Regions from separate parts of the Zea mays genome. Here region 2 is linked to region 1. A link is a contact called in public Hi-C data. All regions are on one chromosome and are shown on one strand. The core of a region is the stretch at or near the end of the contact, and the rest is flanking DNA. Distances in the headings are between cores, read along the strand shown.

Region 1 (4,672 bases), core at 1,571-4,070:
TGGGAGCTAGATCTTCCATAACTAATAAGCTCTTCACGGAAAGCAGGATCAACTTCCCGAAGAGCACGGTGTATGACAATTAATGTCTTCATAGCAACCTGTCAGATAAAATGGAAATGCAGAAGTTTAGTATCAATATCATGTCGCTTCTACTTTTGTGCATTACACTGAAACAATCTTAACATATTCATTCCCATAATAACCAAAAGCTAACAGTTTTTTTCCTCAAATGAAGGTTAAGCAGTGTGGATGGACAAAAAAACAATTATATTTTTCAAGAACAACTACTCAAGAACAGATCCATAGCTAGAAGAAACAATTTCGTTATCTGGGACAGATATGGAGTTCTCAACAAGAAAAAACAAGACATCATGGAGAACTAGTTGCATAACGTCAATGCATGGCAGTTAAATGGCACAAAATGAGATAACCCCTGAAGAAATGGAAGATAAATGTTGCGGTCCAAATGGAAATAACAATGGGGAGCTATGTTTCATCAGATTATCTTCTTTCTTCTTTAGGTAAATCCCATCCAGTAGATTTGAAGCGGGGCATAACAATCAACAGGACTGCTCATACATTAACATCAGCGAAAATCGATGTAGACCTACCGCCCAATTGCGTGTCTTTGAAAGACGTCTACCAAGGGCGCGGATGCAGTAGGCGACATCTGCCCGAGGCCTTCCGGGTGAAAGATGGTAAAAGATATCTGCGGACCAGGAATGTGTGAGCAGAGAGGCATGGTGGAAATTCACTAAGACAGAAGTCCATGATTGACCATCTCACCTCTCACGTATTTCTCCTTTGTTGGATTCTCGACATGGTTTGTGGCCTTCACAATAGCAATGTCCAGCTCCTGTGACAAGGACAGAATAGCAAGGAAAGAACAGTTCGTAACTTCGTATACATGACTCATGCAACAACGAGAGGTCCTGAAAAAGAGCTTTGAATTTGAGGCTGGCGATCATCAGTACCTTGTAATCGCTGTTTACTTTTGCTATGCTGACTGTTGTGGTGTCCTTAAGAGCCCCCATGTATTTCCTGATGCCCGTGCCACCTCCCGCCATTCTCCTTCACCTGCTGGGTTGCTAGCAGCTGGGCTGATTCAGATGCAAAACAAGAACCAAGAGTGAATACTGTAACTACAAATCCGCCTCGTCAAAAAAAAAGGAACACCTCAATCCAAAAAAAAACATGGGAGAAGTAGAAAACGAAATTGATTACATCTAACACCGAGAGAGAAAAGGACAAGGAAAAGGCAGAAATTTCATCGAGAATTCGAGACCGAGAAAGAGAAAGCGGGCGATTCGTCTGATAAAACCAAAGCCAAACTCACCAAAACCACAGCTTTCAACCACAGCTTTGAATAATTTTGAACACGAGAGAGAGAAAATGAGACACCGAAATATCGGCACCAACGTACGTACGCTTCGGAACAGATAAACGGTCTCCAACAGAAGAAATGCTAAAAAACGAAAGGGAACACAGTTCGAAACCTGATCAGTTGGTGGATTACCAACCGAAGAAACAAACGGTGTTGGAGCTGGTGCGAGCTGTCTAATTTTCTTCAGGTGACCACTGGTAGTTTTCTGGATGACCAGATTTTGACAACAACAAAAAAACGCGCACAAATACCAGTAGCAGTCGCACACAAAGAATGCGACTTGCGACTTGTCAGACACGGTGAGAAATTGAACGGCCAACCCCAGCCTATAGGCAACGAGGCCCAACTTTTTCTAGAACTAGAACGGGCCAGATTATGAGCAACAGAACAGAACGCCAAAGGAATGAATCGGGGAAGACAGCAACGCCGCGCACGACCAGCTGGAAGCAAAAGAAGAGGGGGAAAAAAAAGATCGAATGTTACAGAGCAGCGGGCGATCACCGTAAAATCGACCACTCCCCTTCCGAAAGGATCGGATGAAATGAAACGGAGCCGCCATGGAACGAAGGAAGCGAACGGACCTGGCGGGGCGCAGAGAGAAAGGCCCCGGGTTGAGCCGAGGAGATCGCCGGCGTAACGTAACTGCGGCGCAGGGGAGTCCGGATGCCGGAAGCAGGGGGCAGACGTCTGCCGGCAGGTCGCAGTGGCGGCGTCCTCCCTAGTCCCTACTGGTGTGGAGGGAGTCTGGAGTCTGGACAGGACGGAAGGGCTAGGAAGGAAGGAAGGAGGCGTGTGAAACGGAACGGGGGCTGGCGCCTTGCTTGCGGAGGGAAGGCGAAGCAGGAGCAGCTGGACCTGGACGCGGTCACTGCCGCTGCCGCGTGGTGGGTGACATTAGCACACGTGTTCCCGTGCGTCGGCCAGCCCTGCCTCTGACCAACGGACTCCCCTTCGAGTTGGACTTGTTTTTAGCTCGGCGGCGTAGGAGTAGGAGGTAGGCTTCCCATTGCTTTTCATTCTCATCATGGATGTGTTCTGTGTTGTCTGCTTTGCTTCCTTCTGCTTCTATCACTTGATCGATCTGGAGTTCTTGCGCTCAGATCCAATGAGCAGGCAGGCAGGCACGATCCCGACTGCAACAACAAGTATGGGCGTGTTCGGCTGGCTGCAAGCCGACACTGTTGCAGCTGTTTGGATTGCTGCAGCTGCAATCCATAGAGAGAAAAATACTGTAGAAGCCGCAGCCGCAGCCGGATTGTAGCCGCAGCAAGCCGCAGCGAACAAGATGGCGCTTGAGGTGGCTAGTTTGGTCGGTTAACATAGCTTTATGGTTGACTAGTTAGATGAGCATGCTACGGTTTCTATACCGATCATATAGGTATGCTTACTATGATTTAGTATAGAATTAATAAAGTTGACGATCAGCCTGCGATTTCACGCTCTTTTTGCATACGCAAGCCTTGCAATATTTGCCATATTGGCACGCTCCCTTTTTCATGAATACCAGAAGGCGTTTATTTGCAAGTTGACATACTTGTATTAGATTTGTTTATTATTAATCGGTACGTCGTCGTCGGAACAGGAGTTTCCTAGAATCATACTGGTGCGTTGCAATGAATAATGATGATGATGATGATGTCTTGATAAATATGGTTTTATTATATCTGTAGCCACTTACGTAAATTAAATTTAAAGGAAATAAAAATAAATTCATTTATAATAAATATATATCTTTAGAAATGCACGGATGGTAAGCTTCATGGTCTTTCATGCAGTGAAGGTAAACTGCACCGCCGGATGATAAGATGCAGATGGTAGGTGAGCTATGCGAAGATGATGATGTGAATCGGGACATGGTAGACGATATGACGTTCCGAGTTTTTTATATGTCGAGGTTTTGTTTGTTCAAGGCTAATTTGTTTTCTATCCCATGGCTTTCAAGATATAAGATTTTAACTAAGTTTTGATAAAAGTGTAAAATAAAAATCCAAAATTGTAGCTAGATATAATATCAAGAGCTTGGCCTGCGTTAAATGGAGAATGAAAAACAGATTCGAAATATGGTGTATTTTTCTATAAACTTAGTTAGGATTAGATAAGTTACAGTAAAAAAATGACCGAATTCATTAACATAAACGATACTTTTGTAATAAATTGAGAAGTACCACTAGTATATATATACGTTTGTTATACATTCAACGCAACGCAAGGCAGTCGCGTGATGGAGCACGCAGCCAGTTGCAGCTGCACGGTCCCATCCAACCTGCATGCCAAAGTTTGGTGGCGTCAAAGTCAAAACTCATGGCAAGAAGAGTATTGTCTTCTGTGTGCAAAAGCAAGTACATTACGGACGGAAAATACTAGTCAGTTATCACCGCAAAATAGAAAATGCCAAACAAGAGAAAATTGTCGTCCTTGTCATACCAGTAACGAATTACGACTCAAATTACACATCTGTATAATCATGTTTCGCATAACAAAGTGAGCTAAAAAAATTTGCTTACAAAATAATGCCAGGGGAAAGGACTTTTTTCCCCAGCATATGTTTTTTTTTTCTTATCTTGCCTACAAAATTGCTAATGGTGTTTGTGTACAGCCTAAAACACATGGTGTTGCTTGCGCTCTGGAGAACCAATAAACACGTGAGCAACACGTGAACAAGAATCATCCGCTATCACTATCAAGATTGAGAAGGGTAAAGAATTGGCGATGCCAAACTTGAATCATGATCTCTTCACAACTGCCACTGCGAAGTGAGGGTGGTGTGTAAACTCAAACGAGACCCTCAGAGACGGATCGCCAGCTCCAACTTGGCTGATAATATTTAGGGCTATCCTGTTGTGCTCAGCCACCTGCTCTATCCGACGGACCTCAGCGAGTTTTTCTGGTTCACTTGCAAAGCTGCCCCGTAGTGAGGGCACTATCTTCTGAATTTCCTTGAAGAAGTTGTACTTCACCAAATCCTGTGACAAAAAGAGAGATCAAGGCTTAGTAAAACTAAGCAGATGACAGAAATGAGAAGGGTTTCAGCAGGGAACACTCACCGACATGCCTGCCCGGGAAGATGATTCCTTGAAACTGTAGAAGGAAATGTGCTCAGGGACTCGAGCTTTCAGAAGAAGATCAAAGTGCTGCATGAATCTCTGGGAAGAGTGATTGAGACTATGTCAGAACCGTTTAAGCCATATTTAAAAGGGCAGTTAGAAGCCACAACAAATCCAATCACACCTCTTGTTCAGTGTTGAAGATACTTGGTAATTGGAATGACCTACTTTCGTTTCTGAGGAC
Region 2 (4,672 bases), core at 1,047-3,546, 490 kb after region 1:
GGCTTGTTTGGATCTCATGAGCTAAAACCAAAAAAATGACTCAAGTTTAGTTATTTGGCAGAAAGAGCTAAAAGCGACAAAATAGCAAAAAAAGTAATAATTTAGTCACTTTCAGTTGTTCTTGTTTGGATCTTTATCTCCTAAATGATAGAACTTCATTCACTTTTGCTTTAGTAACTAGAATTTAAACAGGCCCTTTATTTTAGTCCTGTGGTCTAAATAGTTACTCCCTTCGTTTCTTTTTAGTCGTCGTTGGATAGTTTAATTTTGTATTATTCAGCGACAACTAAAACGAAACAGAGGGAGCACTAGCTACGCATCTGAGACCGTTAGCGCTGCGCAGCGGGAACGAGAGACAGGGCTTGTTTCGTTGACAGTCTAATTTGCATATTTTATTTAACATTTTTTTTATGTAAGATTAGTTCTTAAGTTCGAACAAGTATGACACTACAACTAAATACGCCTAGAGTCAGCCGTAGGCTCGCAGGTATCTGAGCCTACTCTACTCTGCGGGCTGCGGCGCTGCGCGGGGCGTGGGCGTGGGCGTAGGCGTAGGCGTAGGACTGCTTGCGCTGACGAAACCAATGGGCGCGCGCGCGTCTCATGCGCACTACAGACCGCACATGCTGACACTCACTAGCTGTCACCGGTCACCTACACTTGCACGCACGCCAATCCAACCCCCAACCCCCCCCCCCCCCCCCCCCCCCTTGCTCTTCTTCCCAAGGCCGACGTGGAAGAAATTGGCGCTGGCCCTCTACGCCCGCCGCCTGCGCTAGCGTCACCGCCTTGTCGGCTGGCCGCCCGGCCGGCATGGCATCCGAGTACCGCCATGTGCTATCTTTCATCTGGTTCTGCCTGCACACACATGCACACGACGGCCGCCGTGGCCATGCATGTCTCTTCGAGCTCGAGCGGATCAATGCACACGGGCACCATGTACTAGTAGGCGTAGGTGTACGCGTGCTGTTCCTACGAACGGCACAGGATCGTCATGTCGTCGTCCGCTCCTCTTGACGGCATACATGATACGGCCACACCCCAATCGCTCCCTAGTAGTCCTATCTCCGTCCATCCATCAACTTTAGCACAGGATCGATCTCTAGCTAGCTATACTGCCCATATATAGGACGACTGATCGATGGTGGTCACATGTGATGTGTCTTGTGCATGCATGTATATATGCTGCTCAGTACAAGTAGCTAGCTAGCAGGTAATCTAATCCGCGGATAGCATAGCACGCACGCACCAGAGAATTCGGGGTTTCACCCCCACGGCCCCACCCCACGTCCCCACCACCCGCAACACCCCGGCCGGCATCTCATGTGCCCGGGTTCCATGTGGCCTTGCGTTGTCTGACTTGCACCGGTGCACGTTCCCCCCCGGCCCGGCCGACGCCGCTGGCCACTGGGAGTGCCAGGACCAATCTCCTGCATGCCCCCTTGTCTCTACGGCGAAAGGTCAGCTTGCTAGTAGTACCAGCTAGCTAGTAGCTAGCGCTAGCGCAGCAATCAACAGGGCTGCGGCCCTGGCGCCCTGCTGCGTCGCCCACTGCTTTTGTTTTTGCTTTGCTATGCTCTCGATCGGCTGATTGGTAGAGACTAGAGAGAGCATCAAATCCTTCGGATGATGTGCGATCTGCATCAATCGACCAGATGAGTTGCTGTGCCTAAAAGCTCAACTCGATCCGCACAGCTGGACGACCAGTTCACGAAACACACACACACACACACACACGAGTACTACCACCTCCGGAATGCAAACCTCACGTTTCCCTCCTTGAGGAGCCAAACGATTTTTGATTCAATGGAATATATGAAAACAATAAAAAACAAACATTTATGATACTAAAAATTATTATTATTTAATCGACTGTAGAATTATTTTTAATAAGTTTTATTGGAGATACAAATATTGATGTTGTTTTTTTATGATCTTAATTATTTTTTTAAAACAATTGGTGTAAGCATGAAACGTTTTTTTATTTTTTTGCGACGCATAAGACTTTTGTTAAGGTCTTGTTCGTTTACGTCGGATTGCACACGGAATCGTTCCAATTAATCAAAGTTTATATAAATTAGAGAAACAATTTAGCTAGGATTTATTCCGACCCATCAATCTGACATAAACGAACAAAGCCTAAAGAAGGGAGCAACCGTGACGCTCGCTGCCTTCCGGATTTGCGAGGGGGAGAGGACGAAGAAGAAGGCGAGCAGTGACCAGTGGAGCCAGCAGTCCAGCACCAGCCGACCACCACGCTGAGAATGAGATCAATGACGGCACGAGGCGGGGCCGTGCTCGTGGGACCCGCCTGGTGGTAGCCTTTCTCCGGGCGTCGTGTAGATTCCAAATTTCCCCATCTCTCTCCTATTTATAGGCGCCCCTTCCATATCCCGCGAATGGCGAATGTCTCGCACACACTCCCCTGCCGCTGTGCCGCACCCGCACCCCTCCAGCGCGCGCGGGCACGAGCACGAGTACGAGGCTCCATCGCCGGACGACCAGGTAGTTGCACTGCCGCCACCGTCGACGACGACCGAAGGCGACGATGGCCAGGCCGCAGCAACGGTACCGCGGCGTGCGGCAGCGCCACTGGGGCTCCTGGGTCTCCGAGATCCGCCACCCTCTCCTGTACGTAGCTAGCTTAGCCCAGCAGCGTATAGTATAGGCCACGGCCACCTACGCTACGCTACGCGCGCCGCCCCTGTTCCTCACCTCGCATCGTCCCGTTCCCGGAGCTGACCGCGCCCGGCTGGGGCTGTTGATTTGCATGCAGGAAGGCGCGGATATGGCTGGGCACCTTCGAGACGGCGGAGGACGCGGCGCGCGCCTACGACGAGGCGGCGCGGATCATGTGCGGGCCCCGCGCGCGCACCAACTTCCCCGCCGACGCCAACGGCCCGCCGCCGTCGTTCCTCTCCGCGGCGCTCGTCGACAAGCTGCACCGGTTCAACCTGGCGTCCGTGCAGGCCGCGCAGCGGCAGAGAGAGGCGGCGGCGGCGGCGGCGGCAGCAGCAGCAACCTCCGCGCCCGCGACGCCTCCGACGCCGCCGGCCACGCAGTGGGGCGGCGGCGGTAGGTCCCTGGAGGAGCAGCACGTGGAGCAGATGATCGAGGAACTGCTGGACTCCGACTTCTCCATGGAGATTTGCTGCTAGTGCTAGGCTAGCCGCGACGCGACCTGCCTAGCGACTGGCTAGCGCCCCCGGCCGGCCCGTCACCGCCGCGCTCCGCTCCACCTCTCCTCTGTTCTTGTTCTTGCACTTGCACCATGCGTCGCGCTCGCGCTCTTCTTTGTACTCGTGCCGACGTGCGTAGTATCGCTCAGCCGCTGCAGCGTGCGTAGGAGCCTGATTTGTGTACGCCACGTGTATAGCTGTAGCTGTACGTATAAGTATATATATGTAATCGAGCATTCTCATTCTTGCAAATTTAAAGGCCGCGTGCGTGCAAAACATGACAGCAGCGGTCAGCACCCATGAGGCCGTGACCCCTGCTGAGGCCATGCCATCTCGTCTCTCCCATGTTTCCTGCACAGGACTCAGGGATCCGAGTGTCCTGCTGCACCAGCACCAGTGCACCACCGCCAAGGGCCAAGGCTGCTTCGCGTGTGTGTGTGGGCCTGGCCCACCTGGCAGCTACCGCACGTTAAGGAACTGCTCTCCTGAGAATGAACCGTTGCTCCTGCGGTCTTGCTACCATGCTATGCCATACGCCCATACTCGCGCGCAGTTTCTTATTTCTGGGCTCTCAAGGACAACATGTGCGTACGTCGGTCGAGGGTTGTGAGAGGGACAGGGAGGAATTAATCATGCATGATGTGTGTGTGGTTCGTGGGACATAGCTCAAGCATCCCTTGTGCTCCTGTCTCCTACTCTGCTGCCATCGTCTATGTTCCTCCCTTCTCTTCAGGTGCCTTCTTTTCTTCTTCTTCTGCTGTCCATTCCTGTGCTGTGTACAGAGATCCTCCGGTTGCTGTTGCCTATCTCATTCGATTTCAAATATGCAGAAAAAAACCATTTCCAATTTTCAAGATCCAATAAGAATTAGATTAATCTAGATGAATTTTATGCTGTCCGACTGTAGAGTGTAGAGTACGGATATACTGTATATTTTTTTCTAAAAAAAAGACATCTAGAACAAAGCGGTCTGTGGTCGCATGCTCCATGTACTGGGCCGTAAGAACTAGTCCGACTCGACTCGGCCCACATGCTGGAGATAAAATCAATCAAATGAATTTTTAAAAACCTGACCTCCGGGAGGCTCCCACAGGCCCGTACCGAAAATCCTCCCACACGCTGACGCTGGTGCCCGTTGCTCTGTCCTCTGTTCGAAAAATTTCCTCTTGTTGAGACCTGGGGCATCTCTCTCTCTCGCCCCCCCCCCCCCCCCCCCCCCCCCTGCTCGCGGCGCAGCGGAGCCGACGCGATGCCGCCGAGGAGGAAACGGCGAGCACCACCGGCCAAGTCGCAGAGGCAGACGGAGCCGGATCCGCAACCGCAAGTGCCCCCTGGCGCCGACGCGCCGCTGGAAGAGCGGCTGATATGGGGCAGCCAACAAGAAAGTACGGCATCGTAACCTCCTCCCTATCCCTCCCCATCTTTGCTACTGGTAGGGGCTGCGCTAGATTTCAGCTCCTGGTTGATGCATCATGCCAGCTGCCAGCATATCA

The links. Hi-C and Micro-C count contacts between places; a contact is called where the count stands out from the background.
Region 2: a contact with region 1 is called in a Hi-C map of bundle sheath, with 2.1 times the contacts expected there. The contact joins the promoter of LOC103654172 here to the promoter of LOC103654165 in region 1. A contact is called at or near these places in 6 of 25 Hi-C or Micro-C datasets (bundle sheath, ear, endosperm and 3 more).

What each region holds. Positions count from the first base shown.
Region 1 is chr4:178,383,592-178,388,263 of Zm-B73-REFERENCE-NAM-5.0, forward strand. LOC103654165 (putative clathrin assembly protein At5g35200) reads right to left here and starts at 2,821. Exons shown (of 17, transcript XM_020552730.3): 1 at 1,966-2,821; 2 at 1,497-1,824; 3 at 975-1,100; 4 at 787-856; 5 at 612-709; 6 at 1-98. The coding sequence starts at 1,067. LOC103654166 reads right to left here. Exons shown (of 16, transcript XM_008680989.3): 14 at 4,613-4,672; 15 at 4,429-4,527; 16 at 3,781-4,347. The coding sequence ends at 4,108.
Region 2 is chr4:178,877,533-178,882,204 of Zm-B73-REFERENCE-NAM-5.0, forward strand. It overlaps LOC103654172 (ethylene-responsive transcription factor ERF003), which reads left to right and starts at 2,297. Exons shown (of 2, transcript XM_008680995.4): 1 at 2,297-2,631; 2 at 2,777-3,505. The coding sequence starts at 2,549. The coding sequence ends at 3,158. It overlaps LOC100274234, which reads left to right and starts at 4,281. Exons shown (of 7, transcript NM_001148604.1): 1 at 4,281-4,564. The coding sequence starts at 4,429.